Regions from separate parts of the Triticum aestivum genome. Here region 1 is linked to region 2. The links are chromatin contacts, called in public Hi-C maps. All regions are on one chromosome and are shown on one strand. The core of a region is the stretch at or near the end of the contact, and the rest is flanking DNA. Distances in the headings are between cores, read along the strand shown.

The links. Hi-C and Micro-C count contacts between places; a contact is called where the count stands out from the background.
Region 1: a contact with region 2 is called in a Hi-C map of leaf, with 5 times the contacts expected there. The contact joins two enhancer-like sites. A contact is called at or near these places in 2 of 5 Hi-C or Micro-C datasets (both in leaf).

Annotation. Positions count from the first base shown.
Region 1 is chr2D:463,589,460-463,593,906 of IWGSC CS RefSeq v2.1, reverse strand. No RefSeq gene overlaps it. Among protein-coding and RNA genes, the nearest start is that of LOC123053850, 12 kb to the left of the region's middle. Within about 2 kb of position 3,191, at least 5 of the 8 cell types and tissues checked have an H3K27ac peak or open chromatin away from gene starts, as enhancers often do. A contact at or near this core is called in leaf, where this site is marked.
Region 2 is chr2D:463,280,043-463,284,515 of IWGSC CS RefSeq v2.1, reverse strand. It overlaps the pseudogene LOC123053847. Among protein-coding and RNA genes, the nearest start is that of LOC123049579, 110 kb to the right of the region's middle. Within about 2 kb of position 3,040, at least 8 of the 8 cell types and tissues checked have an H3K27ac peak or open chromatin away from gene starts, as enhancers often do. A contact at or near this core is called in leaf, where this site is marked.

The DNA of each region.
Region 1 (4,447 bases), core at 1,942-4,441, 310 kb before region 2:
CAATTCCTGGACAACGTGTAACTGAACTGCGGTGGCACATTTGTGATCTCGAGACCATTTCTCGCCGCACAAGTAACAGAGGCCTCGCGCGCGACGATAAGCACGCAGTGTGGTCAATCTCTCATCAGTTGATGGAGATGGTTGCGCCATAGCATCGGGCATTGGTCGACGATCGGTAGCTGTGTCTACAGGAGCGGGAGGTGGTCGGCCTGGAGGCGGAGGCAATGGCATTGCCCCTCTCAGATGCGACCGAACCGCTGATCCAGTATCAGTGCGACGCGGTTCGCGTCGTTTAGAAATATCCAGCGCCTCTTCCTGCAGATAAGCCAAGGAAGTAGCAGTATCCAGGTCGTGAGGATTATGCACAAGAACAACAACACGAATTTCATCCTTAAGACCATCTACGAAGCGAGAGAGAAAAAGGGCTGGATCTCACGAACTGCTATGTGCCAAAAGGGAGTGCATAAGCTCATTAAATTGAGTAACATAAGCTAAAACTGAATCTGTTTGGCGTAAGTGGAAGAGCTGGCGCAACAGAGAGGAAAACTCGTTGCGCTCGAATTGGTCACAGACCAATGAACAGAAGGCTTCCCAAGTCAGGTTACGCAAGGTAAACCCTCCATTTTCGAGCCAAATCATCGCCGGCCCCGAAAAATGCATAGCAGCAGTGTCTACCCAAAGCTCCGGATCAAGGTGAAACACACGGAAATAGGACTCGCAATTCCGTTTCCAACTGCGGGGCCTCTCTCCCCAAAATGGTGGAAAATCAAGTTTGGGACGGGGAATGGAAGGGGAACGAAAACGATGTGGGCTGCCCGAACGGGAGGCATTCCGCTGGCGCGAGAACTCCCCAGACAGTGGTAGCGGCTCGAGAGGACGGACTAACGATCGTGAACGGGAATCCTCGAGAGTGTACGTACCCATGGCCGGAGGCGGAATGAGGGTAGTTACTACCCCAGATCCAGACCCCCGAGTCGAATTGTTGTCGTGGCTGCCATCGGGCCTGTGCGTGTCCTTGCTCGCCTCCGAAGTCGTCCCACCACCAGATCGTGGGATCAAGGGTGGCAGATCCGTCGGCTTGAGGGTGAGGGCGGGGTTGCGGATGACAGTGTCCAAGTCACGGCGGACGCCACCGATCTTGGTGCGCAGATCGTCGACCGAGCGCTCGAGCGCCGGTCGCCACTCCGCGAGACCCTTCACGGACGGCTTGACCTCCTCGAAAAGGGCCGTCGATGTCACCACCGCCTCTTGGATGGAGGCGTTCTGCTCCTGGATGCGCTTGAGCGTTGCCGCAAGCTCGTCGATGCGTTGCTCCATTTCGAGGGTGTGACGTTGATTGCGCGTGGAGAAGATGGGCTTCTGGAGATAATCAGTCAAATCTGATACCATATGTTACGTCCCTCAACTCGATTTACTCTAGTTCATAGTGGTACAGGAGGAATTGGAGTTCAGGGGAGGTAGGGTTCGAGGAGGAAGAAGGGGATCAGGATGAGAGTACAAGTCCAGATGATTCTCGATGCCTCTCCACCTAACGCACACCAACTCTTATCCCCCAGTTCCCAGGTTGCTGGGTCGAACTTGTGGCTGGGCCGCTTCTTCCTCTTGGACCGGCCTTCTCCAGGGTCATGGGCTGTAGAGGTACTTGGGTCCGTGACACTGACCCAGCTCACGCCACCAAAATCAAATCCACGCAGTGGCTGTGATCGGCTGTGGCTTCATGGATTTTCAGACCACGATGCTCGCGGACGCGGTGCAGGGAGCTCCTAGTCGGCGCTGCAAGCGCCGATTAGCGCAAACAGCGCTCGCAGCGGGAGCTAGCGGGCCGGCCCAATCGAGGAGAAAAAACAGCAAAAAACTAGGATGCAGAAACTGGAACTCGAACCCATCACCTAAGGTATAGCAACCTAACGCCCGAACCACCAGACCGAGGTGCTAAGCTTGTCAACTACCAGAAACGAGGTACATTTGACCATTCCTCCACAGATATATTATATACCCAAAGTAAATTATTTGAAAAAGAAATTCACAAAAAAACCACGAATATGAAAAATGGTTCGTGAAAAATAGAAAAAGATCATCAATTTCGAAAAAACCTTCATCCATTTTGAAAAAAGTTCACAAATTTGAAAAAAAGTTCACTGTTTTCGAAGAAAAGTTCATTGAATTCGAAAAAATTCATCAATTTTCAAAAAAAAGTGCATGGATTTTGAAAAAAAAGTTCATTGAATTGAAAAAAAGTTCATCGATTTTCAAAGAAGTTCATCAAAATTTAAAAAGTTCATGGATTTCGAAAAAAAATCATCGATTTTGAAAAAAAAGTTCACAGATCTAAGAAAAGTTCATCAATTTTCAAAAAGTTCATCGGATTTGAAAAAAGTTCATCAGATTTAAAAAAATTCATTGAATTGAAAATAATTCATTGGATTTGAAAAAAAGTTCATCGAATTGAAAATAGTTCATTGGATTTGAAAAAAAAAGTTCATCGAATTGAAAAAAGTTCATCGGATTTAGAAAAGTTCATCGATTTTTAAAATAAGTTCATCAAAATGTTAAAACGTTCATTCATTTTGAAAAGAGAGTGAATCAAGTTTGAAAAAAAAGTTCATTGAAATTGAAAAAAAATCATCAAACTTGAAAAAATTTCATTGAAATTAAAAAAAAGTTCATCGATTTAAAGAAAAAGTTCACGAATTAGAAAAAAATATCGTCTATTTCGAAACATTCCACGCATTTAAGAAAAAAGGAAAGGGAAAAAAACATGGAGAACATAGTGGGTATTTGCTGTATGTATATAAGAAGGATGAAAGGAGGTTCGTATTCGCGAGAGGGAAGCTGGCGTAGTGGTTAGTGGAGGGATCTCGCAACAGAGATATCGCTGGTTCGATTCCTGGGTACGCACACATTCCTTAGCCCTCCTTTTTTGACTATCAAACAGATAGTTGGGCCGAGCCCATCTAACTCCGCTGCAGGCGCCGGTTTGCGGAAACAGCTGTAACCGGCGCCTGCAGCGCCAAATAGGGATTACCCGCGGTGCATCCGTTGCGGTAAAAAAGGCGCAAGAATATTGGGCTGGAGGGGCCGCGCGGTAGGCCTCCCGCGAGCGACATCTTCGTCCTGGCCTTGGCAGTTGCCATAACGACGCCATCACAAAACAGTGCAATACTGGCCCGCCCTCAGTTGATGCCCTTTTGCCTGTGCTGGGCCTCTCGTGCCATCAGCAAGCAACTGGCCACACGGACGCTGGTGCGACCACTGTTCACTGTTGCACAAGGACCACTGTTCGCGAAAACCAGTTGTTTGTTTCAGAGAGAGAGAGACGTCCATGCATGAGGAAGCACGTCCACGGATGCTTCAGGCAGCGTTTTCACAGCTCATACCGGCACATCAACCGCAGATGCTGTCCTCTTGGATGCATATATATTTTCATTTTTGTGCCAACTACGACAGACGACGCAGCACAACATCTTTTTCAGATACAGGATGCCTTGCTCCAATCCAAGGATTTTTTTTAACCAAGCAAAGCCTGGGGATTTAAAATTCTAGTCAAGCGAATTTGGCCACCAGAGTCTGTAAAAAGGTTGTAAACCCAAGTCCACGTACGAGTAGTTGCTTCTGCATATACTCCTGTAGTGGTGCACTGCAGATTGTACTACAACTCTTTTGGTCAAAACATGTCAAATGTGCAGCTATGTACAAGTCATGTGGAGCAACTAGTTTTTCCTTTTTATTAATTACTATTAATAAAAATATTCGGTTTTTACTTTCACAGTGTAGCATATTGGAATAGGGCCTAACAGATATTCTAAAACATAAAGACCATGGACTCGTACCTACTCACAGAGTTCATGACTCGTCTCATCACACAATAAAAACTTGCCCTTGAGGCAGATCGGAGGGTGGCCATCACCGGTGATACTTGTAACACAAGGAGTTGACGACGTCACAGAAGATAAATACATGCTTCCTCCATGGAGATGGCAACAAGCTCCTACGGCCACAGGGTTTGGCGACGTCCTTGATGCTAGGTAATGGTGACATCCTTCCTTGTTGGATTTGGATTCGTAGAGGAAGAAACTCAGGCGGGCAGACTGGGAGGGGAAGAAGCTCAGGCGGGAAGAAATGGGGGGTTTTGCAGGCGAACGGGGATGGGTCGATGCAGGAAAACATATTTAAAGAGACCAAATGCGCCTACCAATCTGGCGAGGGAATAACCGGGTAGGTTGGAGGATCTGACGAGCGTGACACGCCAAACTGCGAGACTACCTTAGTAAACGACAACTTTACACAAATTATCAGATGGTCTGCCTTGTGTCCAATAAGTCAGACGCTCTGGCAAATAAGACGCGTTAGCCGGTCTAGCGGGTCAGCGGGACTATGGAGGCATTCAGATTAAAAGTCAGACTCTCCGGCATCATAAATATAAACGTCTAGAAAAAAGGCTGACATC
Region 2 (4,473 bases), core at 1,791-4,290:
TGGTGCAGCTTCGTCTCAGTGACAACAGTCTGACAGGAAGCTTCTCCACTGATCTCTGCAATCTGGTGAATTTGACAACAATTGAGCTGGCTCGGAACAAGTTCAATGGCCCTATTCCTCCTCAGATAGGGAATTGCAACGCTCTGCAGAGGCTTAACCTTGCAAATAATTATTTCACATCTGAGTTGCCCCGAGAAATAGGGAAATTGTCAAAGCTTGTTGTCTTCAATATCTCATCTAACAGGCTAGGAGGAAGCATACCACTGGAGATCTTCAATTGTACAACATTGCAACGTCTTGATCTCAGCCAGAATAGCTTTGAAGGTTCATTGCCAAATGAAGTTGGTAGACTGCCTCAACTGGAGCTTCTCTCGTTCGCTGATAATAGGCTGTCTGGGCAGATGCCACCTATTCTTGGTAAACTTTCACATTTGACAGCACTGCAGATTGGTGGCAATCAATTCTCCGGTGGAATACCAAAGGAGCTGGGCCTGCTGTCAAGCTTGCAGATTGCCATGAATTTGAGCTATAATAATCTCTCTGGGAATATACCATCAGAGCTTGGCAGTCTTGCATTATTGGAAAGTTTGTTTCTCAATAATAACAACCTGACAGGTGAAATCCCAGATACATTTGTAAACCTGTCAAGTTTGCTTCAGCTCAATGTCTCGTACAATAATCTCACCGGTACTCTTCCCCCGGTGCCGCTTTTTGACAATATGGTTGTGACCAGCTTTATTGGAAACAGAGGACTCTGTGGTGGACAACTTGGCAAGTGTGGATCTGAGTCACCCTCCTCTTCCCAGTCATCCGACTCGGTTAGTCGCCCTATGGGCAAGATTATAGCAATTATTGCCGCCATTATTGGAGGAGTATCACTTATTCTTATTGCCATACTTTTGCACCATATGAGGAAACCATTAGAAACAGTAGCCCCTTTGCAAGACAAGCAAATTCTATCTGCTGGGTCTAACATTCCTGTTTCTGCGAAGGATGCGTATACATTTCAGGAACTGGTCTCTGCTACAAGTAATTTTGATGATAGTTGTGTCATTGGACGGGGTGCTTGTGGAACTGTGTACAAAGCCGTCCTGAAGCCTGGGCAGATAATTGCGGTAAAGAAGTTGGCTTCTAACAGGGAAGGAAGCAACACCGACAACAGCTTCCGTGCAGAGATCATGACTCTTGGAAAGATAAGACATCGTAACATTGTGAAACTGTACGGTTTCATCTATCACCAGGGTGCAAACCTTCTGTTGTATGAGTACATGCCAAGAGGCAGCCTTGGAGAGCTACTTCACGGAGAATCTTCTTCTTCACTCGATTGGGAGACACGCTTCACGATAGCCCTTGGGGCAGCTGAAGGGCTTTCATACTTGCATCATGATTGCAAGCCTCGGATCATCCACCGTGATATCAAGTCAAATAACATTTTACTTGATGACAACTTTGAAGCTCATGTTGGTGACTTTGGGTTGGCTAAGGTGATTGACATGCCAGTCTCAAAGTCTATGTCTGCAATTGCTGGTTCATATGGCTATATTGCACCAGGTGAGTCTTAAGTTTTCTCCACATCCTACAAAGCAAATTCCATTTGCATGTCACTGCTATCTTGCCCTATATGCTTTTTTTACTTGAATCTTTAGTTAAGCGATGAATGGTCAACAAAGTACTGATCCAGTTCTTTTCATTTGATCAGAGTATGCGTACACCATGAAGGTGACCGAGAAATCTGACATATACAGCTATGGCGTCGTGCTGTTGGAGCTGCTAACCGGTCGTGCGCCTGTGCAACCGATAGAGTTGGGAGGTGATCTGGTAACATGGGCCAAAAATTACATCAGGGACAATTCTCTGGGTCCAGGGATCTTCGACAGTAATCTTGATTTGGAAGATAAAGCCGTCGTCGATCATATGATCGAGGTCTTGAAAATTGCTCTGCTATGTAGTAACCTGTCGCCGTACGAGAGACCGCCGATGCGGCATGTTGTAGTTATGTTAAGCGAGTCGAAAGATAGGGCTCGGGTGAGCTTGGCGTCGTCGCCTACTTCTGATTGTTCTTCGAAGAAGGATAGCTCATGATGTATTTATATATATAAGTTCAGTTAGTGAAAGGCAATCAATACCCGTTGCTCCCTTTCCCCTGTTGCTTATGATGGGGATCTTGGGAGCATGCACTCATTCTTTCTGTCAATTGTTTTCTAGTGGGATAAATAATACTGACTGATAACAGTGGGATCGTGTATGTATGTTAGCCTCTCTGAAGAAGGTACCGTCAAGTCCAGGCAGTAACCCTGAGTAGTTCAGCCAGGGTTCCTCCCTGGACGTGGTGCTGTGCCTCTTGCTTAGGTTTGGGTTTAGTATTTCTCACAGTTGGAATATGAATGTGCTTTTGCTGGAACAACATGGTCTTTCTGAACTTTTGACACTCTCAACTGAGTTTTATCTGAGCTTCCTAAACTTAGTGCAATTCACGTTTTTTATCCGTTTGGGTCGATCGAAGGCATGCTGTCCAGCTGCGTCTGTCCAAACCTGGCCGGTGCGTCCAACGGTAGTTCATACCGGCACACTTGCGAACCTTTCTCCGGCCAACCCTCTTCGTTGACTGCATGGTCCACTGCTCGGACAGCCACGCCGTCAACCGTGACGGCGGGGACAGCGGCGGCGACGGGGTTTGTCGCGTCGGCCATGGTGAGTGGGCAGGGTGGCGAAGGGTTTTGGGAGAGAGTGGGAAATGAGATGAATGTGCCACCGACGAATGGGTCAGGGGAGAAAAGAGTGGGAGTCACGCCATGCGCCATGTCCGCCTCGACGCATACCGGGCTCAAATTTAGGCCGGAGATAGGTCGCGAGTGGATGAAAACCGGATAGGGTCCATTTATGTCGATGGGTTGGGCCGCAGTTTCTATCCGTTTTGACCCAAAACGAATCGCACGCGGACGGACAAAATTCGTCGCGCGTTGGGAGTTGCCCTTACGAATGTGGTTCTCAAGGTCCAGGCCTCCAGGGTCACTATACTCCACCGAACAAGCGACACCCGTCAGAGGTCAGACAGACCACTACCATGGCAGCAGAGGAAGCAGGGAGGCAGCACCCGCACGTCGTCCTCTTCCCCTTCCTCGCGCGCGGCCACGTCCCCGCCTTCCTCCGCCTCGCCGGCCTCCTCCACGAGCGGCGCCCGGGCATCGCCGTCACCCTAGTCTCCACCGCGCGCATCCTCGATTCCATCTCCCTCCCGCCCACCAACCCTCCTATCCGCCTCCAAGCGCTCCCGTTCGCGCCCGCGGACCACGGCCTGCCGCCCGGCACCGACTGCCTCGCCGACCTCCACGTCCACCAGTTCATCACCTTCTTCCAGGCGTCCGAGTCCCTCCGCCCCGCCTTCGAAGGGTTCGTCTCCGGCATCCGGTCCCCGGTCTGCATCGTCGCCGACGCCTTCTTCGGCTGGACGGCCGACGTCGCCCGCGCGCACCGCGCGTTCCACGCGGTCTTCCTCACCGGCGGCGCCTTCGGCTTCGCCGTCTTCTTCTCCGTGTGGGAGCACCTGCCGCACACGCTCGCCGCCGGCGACGAGTTCCCTCTGCCCGATTTCCCCAGCGTCGTCCTCCACCGCACGCAGATCCCGCGGTACATGCTCGCGGCGACCGGGTCCGATCCCTGGACGGCCTTCTTCCGGCGGGTCATCTCGCTTTGCCGCAAGACCGATGCGGTCCTTGTCAACACTGTACAAGAGCTCGAGTCCTCCGGGCTAGACATGCTCAGGAGGACCTTCGGCGTCCAACCATGGCCGATCGGGCCAATTCTCGCGGCGCCGACGACTCCGTCGGCCTCGCAGGACGATGCCATCATATTCCGGTGGCTGGACGCGCACCCGCCGCGCTCGGTGCTGTACATATCCTTCGGGTCGCAGAACAGCATCAACGCCGATCAGATGACGGAGCTGGCACTGGGCCTGGAGGCCAGCGGGCGGCCGTTCCTCTGGGTCCTCCGGCCACCGCTGGGGCTCGACGCGAAGGACGGATTCAAGCCGGAGTGGCTCCCGGCGGGCTTCGAGGAGCGAACGGCCGGGGCCAACAGGGGACTGCTGGTGCGCGGCTGGGCGCCGCAGGTGCGGATCCTGGCGCACCCGTCCACCGGCGCGTTCATGAGCCACTGCGGGTGGAACTCCATCCTCGAGAGCCTGTGCCACGGCGTGCCGGTGATCGGGTGGCCGCTGGGGGCCGAGCAGTTCTTCAACGCGATGCTGGTGGTGGAGCGGGGCGTCTGCGTGGAGGTGGCGCGGGGGAACATGGAGAGCTCGGTGGTGGCGATGGGGGCCGTGGCCGACGCCGTGGGGACGGTGATGGGGGAGACGGAGAAGGGCGGCCAGATGAGAAGGAAGGCGGAGGTGATCGCGCGCGCGATGGCGGCCGCTTGGGAGGGGCCGCGCGGGTCGTCGGCGGTGAGCTTGGAGGGGTTCCTCGGATGCGTTGA